Linked DNA regions of Gossypium hirsutum: region 1 is linked to region 2. A link is a contact called in public Hi-C data. All regions are on one chromosome and are shown on one strand. The core of a region is the stretch at or near the end of the contact, and the rest is flanking DNA. Distances in the headings are between cores, read along the strand shown.

The links. Hi-C and Micro-C count contacts between places; a contact is called where the count stands out from the background.
Region 1: a Hi-C map of leaf shows a contact between it and region 2, with 1.7 times the contacts expected there. The contact joins the promoter of LOC107932601 here to the enhancer-like site in region 2. A contact is called at or near these places in 10 of 34 Hi-C or Micro-C datasets (anther, hypocotyl, leaf and 2 more).

The regions. Positions count from the first base shown.
Region 1 is chrD03:3,276,598-3,281,201 of Gossypium_hirsutum_v2.1, forward strand. LOC107932601 (growth-regulating factor 1) reads right to left here and starts at 2,710. Exons shown (of 4, transcript XM_016864659.2): 1 at 2,022-2,710; 2 at 1,520-1,723; 3 at 999-1,332; 4 at 1-701. The coding sequence starts at 2,403.
Region 2 is chrD03:3,206,654-3,210,896 of Gossypium_hirsutum_v2.1, forward strand. No RefSeq gene overlaps it. Among protein-coding and RNA genes, the nearest start is that of LOC107932546, 20 kb to the left of the region's middle. Within about 2 kb of position 1,643, at least 2 of the 9 cell types and tissues checked have an H3K27ac peak or open chromatin away from gene starts, as enhancers often do. A contact at or near this core is called in leaf, where this site is marked.

The DNA.
Region 1 (4,604 bases), core at 1,460-3,959, 71 kb after region 2:
GACTGCTCCCTGAGCTGCTATTCGAAAGTGAACTGAAAGGCGTGTTCTGCAATTGTATGCGGTTGCCATCCAACCCTTCCGATAAGAAGGTAAGTGTCGATGAGTTCTGGCAGCTACCTGCGTTGTTCGTCGTGTTGTTTAAGATCTCTCCTAATGGACCTCCCATTGAACCTCCCCAAGATATTGGTATCCAGTTAGGTTGCCTTTTGGTTTGTTCAGTGATGTCATTGTTCACTCCTAAACCCATTTGGATCTGATCGAACTCCTGAACTAACCTAAGAGATGAAAGGTCGAGTTTCTCTTTCACTGGTGAGGACAAGGTTGATGAGAACTCTGATGTTACCATAGGAATAGACATCGAGAGTTGAGTCCAGTCAGGTTTTAACTCATTTGGCCAAGTAACAATAGAACGACTAGACTGATCCTTGGGCCAGTTATCAATGAATTGGTGAGGCGGTGTTTGATCTTGTGTTTCTTGACCAGTGAAGTCTAGGAACAGACCATGACCATACTCCTTAGAGTTCATGTAATAGCTTTTATGCGACGGATTGACAAGAGAATCGGAAGCAACATGTCCAAAATCCGATAGAGATGATTCTACAAACGGAACACCTTGTTTTGTAATGGTGAATGTGGTGGAGTCATCAGATTTCAGGTTGGTGGTGGAAGACAACACCGAAAACCCCCGTTGATCTTGTATTCTGCCACGAATAAATCATAACCGCAATGAACAAAATGAAAGATCCCAACAAAAAAAAAAGAGTTAAATCCAAGCCTATACAACCGAGTGACCAAGGTACCTAGCAAGGAGAATCCTAAGTCCCAACTACAAGTGTGGCCAATGTCACCAAAAGTAAAGATGGCACAATAGGGTCCTACTTTAAAGTAAAGAGAAAGGAACAGAAAAATATATGTATACAAACAGTTAAAGCATAATCATTATTAATATCAATGTAAGCAAGTAAAGCAACCTCAAAAGCATAAAGCAAGTTTTTTACCTGTTCACAAGGGTGTCTGAAGAAGGATCAGCAGCACCAGACCGGTGCTGCAGTGCAATTGCGAGACTATTGGCTGCACCACCACTGGTTTTTGCCGATGCCAACATAGAGGAAGACATCGACTCCACCTTTGAATTAGTGGCAGTGTGGCCGGTCTGGCCTTCCACAGGCTTTCTTGAACGATGGCGGCCCCTGTTTATATGCCTTTCACAATACTTTTGATCAGCAACGGCATCCCGGGAGCAACGCCATTTCTTTCCATCCGTTCGACGACACCTCCCTGGCTCAGGATCGGTGCTGCCAGTATACCGCAGATGGAAAGAACCCCATCCCACTACATAAAAGCCACACAATGATCAATGATGAAGACAAAGCAAGCAAAAAATTACTTTATAGCTAAAAATCACCTTTTTTTTTCATTTGTGATACCTATAGCTTTGGATAAAACTTTCTACAAAACATAAACAGATCACTCTGCACAAAACTGTTCGTTTATGCACCAAACAAGATAAGAACTTTACATGAATTATAAGGCAAGGATCCAACAGATGAACTGGTGAAGCCATAGGGGTAAAGGGATTTCTTCAAAGGAGTGAGCAAATTAGAAGGTACAGGCACATTAGACATGATGTATTTGTAGATCAATGCCTGGTGTTGTAGCTCAATCCATTGAGATGGAGTTAAAACCCCATGCATGGTTGCATTAAGGTTTCCACTACCATATCCTGAAACAAAACATTTAAGGGTTATAATCACTTGTCTGCAACATTTACTGTTTGCTACATATGTCCATTGTCCTTATTTTGCCAACTATTTTAATAATGTCAATGAACCCAATAGCAAGAAATGTTGGGATTAAGAATAAAGTAAGTGCCTATGAAAAGACCTTCACAATCACATTGAAACAAATATGCTTAAACCCTTTAAACAAACCCCATTTTAATGAACAAAATCATATCACCAAGTACCAATTTTTTTTCTTTTACCTAAAAAATAAAAAACATAAACTTTCAAACACATTACCTGCATTTCTAGTATACATAGAGAAGTCGTTGCTTTGTGTAGTTTTCTCCATAAAGTTACCATCTTTTCTGATAAAAGGAAGTTCAGATTTGAGTGAAGAGAAGCTAATCATATGATCTTGTTGTTGTTGGGGAGTTTCATTAGATCTCAACAAAGGAATGCCTTGGTGCAATGGCATTGTCTTCGGTACCTTACAACTTTTCCAGTGATCTTCTTCTTCAGCTGAATCAGAGGATCTTTCTTGCTTGGTAAACCCGGATCCGAAAAGCTTAGGCTTGGACTCAACTGGTGGAGATGGAGATGGAGATGGAGATGGAGATGGAGATGGAGCTCCATTATTAGGACCCACAATACCATCCAAACCCAGAACCCCAAAATCCATATAGAACCAATAAACAAAAACAGGGCTCTAAAAAGCATGAGTTGTTGTTGATGATGATGATGACATGGAAGGGTTGAAAGTTGAAGCTTTGGATAAAAACAAGTGTTTGAAGACAGAGAAAGAGAGGAGCATCTTTAAAAGGACAAAGGTGTTATGTTTTGGGTTTTTTCTTTCACTGTTTCAGATCAGATTTTTTTTGGGGGGGGGGGGTTCATCTTTGTAATGGAAGTATCACAATTTTAGAGACTATGAGCAAAAACTATATAAAAAAAAGGGAGCAAACAAGGGTATAATATAGTACCACACTACGCCAATATATCCCAGACATGTTAGCACATATTTATCCATGGTTTTTCTTTTAAAGTGAAAAAAAAAAAAGCATCCGTTGCTTTCAAGGAAAGGTCAAAGTTACAAAATTCTCCTTGTTCTAAGAGCTCTTCCTTCTTTTCGAGTTTATTTTTTATATTAGTTTTTTTTTGAGATATTTGGTTTTTCTTCTCAATAATATAAGAGTGTAATATGATTTAACACTATAACCCATATTTTTGTTGAGTTTAGTTCATTGCATAATGGTTAAACCTTTCAAGATTAACCTTAATAAAAGTATATAAATAAAAGCTTTTCACACATTTCAATCCAGTTTAGACTAAAACACATGATAATTAAATCAAATATTACTTGAAAAGAAAAAGATAATAATAAAAACATAATTTGAAACTTAGAGGCCCAATATGATTTTAAAGTCAAATTTTAAAATTAATTAATTTAGCCCATACCCATACATATATAGAATGAAGAATGATTTTCTTTTAACTTACTTATTGGCATACATCGAAAAAGAGATAGCTAGAGATTTTTCAACAGATTCTAACATTGATGAGTTCGATCTTATGAAAAATGGAATGTACAATTTAGGATGCTTAGTATTGAGAAATAGGACTAAGGCCAAGTTCTTTTTAATTTAATTTTTGGAATTATAATGATATTTATGAAATTTTTAGCATAGTATTAGTTATTCTTTTTTGCATATTGGAAAGAAATATTTAATTTTATACTGCGTGATTTTTTTCTTTTAATTTTTTATAGTTAAATCTTTCATACTTTTTAAAAAATATTAAATTGATTTGTTTGATAAGAAAAAAAATATCTGAAAAAAATTGACACTTTTTTATGTTAAAAAAAGGTGGTTCAGATTTAGAAATTTCACCCTCTTTAGAGTAGAATTTTGGATCCGTCCCTAATGACTAAGCTTATTGAAAGACTTGATTGATACTTTAAAATTCAATTAAAAGATTTTAAATTTAAGAACCAATTTAAATTTTAAATCTTAATTTGAGGACATATTGTGAAATTAATTTTTTTAATTACGACTTAAATCCATTATGCATCTGTTTTTTTTAATTATTATGATTTAGTTATTTGTAATTTTAATGATACATGTGAATTTTTTTAAAAAAAATAATTAAATTAGGCTTTTTACTTTTGTTATATATATATTCTTAAATCTATAATTTATTTTAAGGAATTTAGTAACTACCGTTTAGATTAGTACTAAATTTTCAAAATTCAAAAAGTAAAAAAGAAAAAGAAAAAGATTAAATTAGAGTAGAATGATTAACTTGACAACTTTTGTATGATAAAAAACTACCAATAAAATTTAACCTACTCAATGTAATAATAAAGAAATATCAACTATGGACTTATTTAGATGAGCTTTTTCTATAATGCAGTAAAATTATTTAACTCACAGTTATAATAATTAATCTTATTGTTACCACCATCTTTAAAATATACAAATCCAAACACCTAAATCAAACGGGGAGACGAAATTTGTATGCTTAAATCTAGGGTTAACGTTGGTTAGTGGGACAATCCCTAACTCCACTAGCCAACTACCTCTTACCAAAACAAATAATAATAAAATATTAATTATTTTATTCAATATAAATATTAAGTATGAGTATAAATTTATTCTCTTTTCAACTGAGGCTTCCTTTGGATGCCAATGCAGCCATGGTGAGATGGGATTTTGAGGGAATATTCTTTTTCCCTGCACTGTGATGACGTTTGGAGAAACAACGGTGAGGTGCAACTGAAGAATTCAATCTCACTGGCAGCCTCATTTCCAACTGGAGGTAAAACCTCCAGCTTAAACACAGCCAGCAAAATAGATTTTTTGCAGACAAAAATGCCCATATTTT
Region 2 (4,243 bases), core at 393-2,892:
AAAATATTATAAAAACTCAAACATAATAATATTAACAATTAAATCTCACTAAACCAACCTAAAACTCAAATTAAACACTAAGAAGTTAATACCATTAGTCGTGAGTACCAAAATGTATAATTTTTGTCAAATATAGGTATCACATATTGGAGCAAAAAAACATAAATATTACATTAAAAAAAATATCAAACTCAAGTAACAAATGACATATTAAACCTATATGCTAATTCATTTAATTATAGAGGTTGTGTTCCTTCTAGATTATGAATACATTCAGGTTGAAAATGTTGTATTAATTAATATAAATATAAATAGATAAATAGATAGTTTATTTGGATGAGAACTATTCTAATAGACATCGATAATAACAATAGAACGATCGCAAAGTAATAAGAAAAAACAAAAATAAAATACACAGATTTTACGTGAAAACTTTTTCAAGAAAAAATCACTTTCAAGAAAAAATCACGGGCAAATGAGGAGAAATTCACTAAAGGAGTTTCGACTACATCTATATTTAATGGTACAGACCATGCCGCACAAGTACAATCCGTATAGAACTACACTATTTCTATTTGACATTGATTGCCCCACAGATCCCCTTATTTTTTTACTATATTTTATTTCTTTAACAAATGATGGGATTCGAGTTACACAACTCTAGCAGCAACAAATGATTTCAATTATAATGAAAATCAGATTGACTATATAAAAATGGTTGGTATGTGTGTATATATAATTTCATATCATCGTAAAATAATTAAGAAATGGGGAGGAACAAAATAATAAATCAAACAAGAAAAATGGAAAATAATGAAGAGGAAAAGTAAACGAGAAATTGGAGATGACATATACGGAAAGGAATATATATATATAACTAAAAAAGATTTAATTTTCCTTTAGTCCCTATACTCTTTGGTCTTTTAAAAATTAATCCCTCTACTTGTCTGTTTTAAAAATTAAAGTTCAATTAATAATGTTGTCGATGAGCTTTCGTTAAACTTAAACATGTGCCATCATGATATTCAAAGGTTTGATGTAAAATTCGAATCAATTAGAATTTAATTTTTCAATCAGAAAATTTTGAAAGAGTAGATGAATTGAGAGAAGAATTAGACGAATTCGGTGCTTGAATTAGTAAGCAAGGGTTTAGACTTAGACAAATAGCTGGAAATTCTATTGATTGACATTCTAACTTAAGATTCCTTATAGTTTCCTTCCATCACATGGTCATCAACTCCCTGCTATATATATATTCATAAATAAATTAAAGTCAAATTCTGTGCAAGATAGCTAAAGGTGTTATTTATGACTCTTTGTCTTGTAAGCCATTTTGACAGCTTTTTACTTGTTAATAGTCTAATGAAAACGATAGTGTTAAAAACCATGTTGCGGCTTTTTCAACTCAGCTCTCAGTTGTAATAAACCAAACACAAAATCTCTGCCTTCAATTGTTACAGTAGCGTTATAAGACTGGTAGCTACCGATGTTGTCTGAGCTCCATAAATGAAAGAAATTACCAACCAAAAGTCAGCCCCATAATGGTAACCCATATTTTATGTCAACATTGTACATATCATGGGCTCCATAAGAACGATGAAGTATGGACCAACATATAAATATAGTCCAACAAAAAAAAAATACACTTCTTGAGAGTAAAATTTATAAGGTAAACACAAGCAGGCATGCTGCAAGTGCACCACGCTTTAGTGTGTTCTTTGATAGGTGCTGGTTTAAGTGATATTGGAAATTAACTTATCTTTGAATTATTTGATAATTAGTTGTATATATATATATATCTCCTTACTGCAAATGTTTCTTTCAAACATGAAATTGTCGGTGGGAACTAATGCCATTTGTGTCTGTTTTAGTTAGCCGCTAGCCGTACGGCAGCTGCAACCTATGCAAGATCCTATCTTCAACATCTTGAAAGTGATGTCTTCGAAGGTTTTATGATAACATGTATCTGGTTTGAATTTTATCGTATAGAAATGTTATGAGTGAATTTTCTTTTACTTTATTTTGGATTTAGGTTTAATCATGTAGGAGTCTTATCAATATTTTATTCTTTGTTTAAGTCTGAATATATTTTGGTTTTCAGTTTATTGTACTTTGTATTGAGTTGATTTCAATTTTAATTAATTGAATTAGTTTAATAAAAATAAGTTGGTTTACTCGAATTTTCGGTTTATTCAATGTAAACAATTCATTTCGATGATTTATTCTGGTTGTGAGTTTATAAATCAAATAAACCAATTAATTTTTAATTAATAAACCCTAACCACGTCCATTTCCAATCTCAAATAATCAAATATCAAACGATGAATATCTAAATACTATACCAATATAAAGTTCAACCCAACTCAACTCAACTCAAAAGTTAAATCCACTATCTAATTAACCCAACTAAAATATTAAAAGGGTAAATACGTGGATGAAATTGTAAAGCATAACTAAAACACATGGATGAAATTGTAACCACATAAGTATCTATTACATTGACAATTTAGATAAATAGATTAAAAAAATTAACACTATGTTTTTTTAAAATGTGGGATTCAAGGTGCTCATATGATAAGTACACATAAATTTATAATTTAATCTATGTGTTTTAAATATGGTACATATTAAATCTAAATTAATATTTAATGCCTAAATCGACGATTAAGATAATGAACGATTCTAATTGATACAATATCATAATACTTTAAAAACTTAATTAAAACATTTAAAATCCAAGTGATAATGCAAAATATTTAATGAAATTAACTCGTTTTTTATTTTCAAAACTACTATTTCTTCCATCAAAACTAAAACAAGAAGTACAATAATTTAGAAAAAGTGCATGATTGAGGTTTGGAAATACTACATCAAATATAAGTCAAAATTCAAAAAGTGGAACGTGTATGATGCATTTAGGAATATGAACAAAGGGCTTCTTTATTTTATATTTTATTAGATATGTGTATCACTCATTTAAAGAAAAACGTGATGTGAAGACAAATCATAGCAATAAAAGATAAAATCAAACAATAATCTATGTGGGGTTTAACTTTGACATAAAATTCACTATACTTTGAGTCCCACCAACATTATTACATAGAAATTCCAAACCGACTTTGAAGGACATTGAACTCTAATGTCTTACTCTCCCCTATTAGATATCGATGTTTCGAGTTCCACCACAAGTTTTTGGTGCCTTACATGCATACCCTATCTTTATCTTAATTTTTGTCGCCTACTTTTTAATGATTTTTTAAATAATCCATCGTAAATATTAAAATAGAAAATAATTTTTATACATTTACAATTATAATATATTAAAAATATGAGATAACAATGAACAAGTGTTGAGTGTAGTGATAAGATATATTACATTTTTAGGGAGAAAATTCAGGTTCGAATTCTGAAAATAATATTATTAAGAGAAATAATCACGAACCCAGAAAGGATTAGACTTTATAAACTGTAAAATGAATATATAAAATAATTTAATCATAAAAAATATATGATAATAACATAACATCAACTTAAACGGGAGAGAAGTGGAAAGTAACTTGTGTGGATTTTGTTTTCCTTTTGCATTGAAATATTTGTTCAAATGTTTGAACTTCGTCTTTTAAGTATGATGAAACGTTTATAAACAAACGTTATTTTGATGGCATTTATAAATACGTTAAACGTGCAAGTTTTGAGAGTGACATCAATGGTGGAAGTCGACAAGAAACTGATAGCAATTTAGGTCTCATTATTGGTTTTTGCTTGGAACCAAAATTGGTTGAACTGAATCAACGAGAAAGGGAAAATTTTAGGCGTTTACCGTGCTTTATTGTTCAAAAGTTACGATTTTGTAATATATGTTTAGATAATATGAGATTTGATTAGATTGAAAAAAAGTTAATAATCCGAATTGGTGTAACTTAAATTCGAATTGACTGATTAATTTAAATTCGAAATAATTTATACTTCAAAATAATTCAAATAAATAATTAGAATGACCTAAATTTGAAATGATCTAAACCCATAATAAATCGACCCTCATAAAATTTGAACCTAAGACAAAATAAACGTAAACGGATTCAAACCCAAAATTATTAGAAACTGAAACTAAGATCCAACTCAAAATATTCCGAAAACTTTAAAACATAAATTAACTCAATTCTGTTGACTCAATTCAAAATCAACTTGAGATGTCTAACGTTTAGATTCAATTATTATTAAATGAGTGAAGGTAGACTTTTTT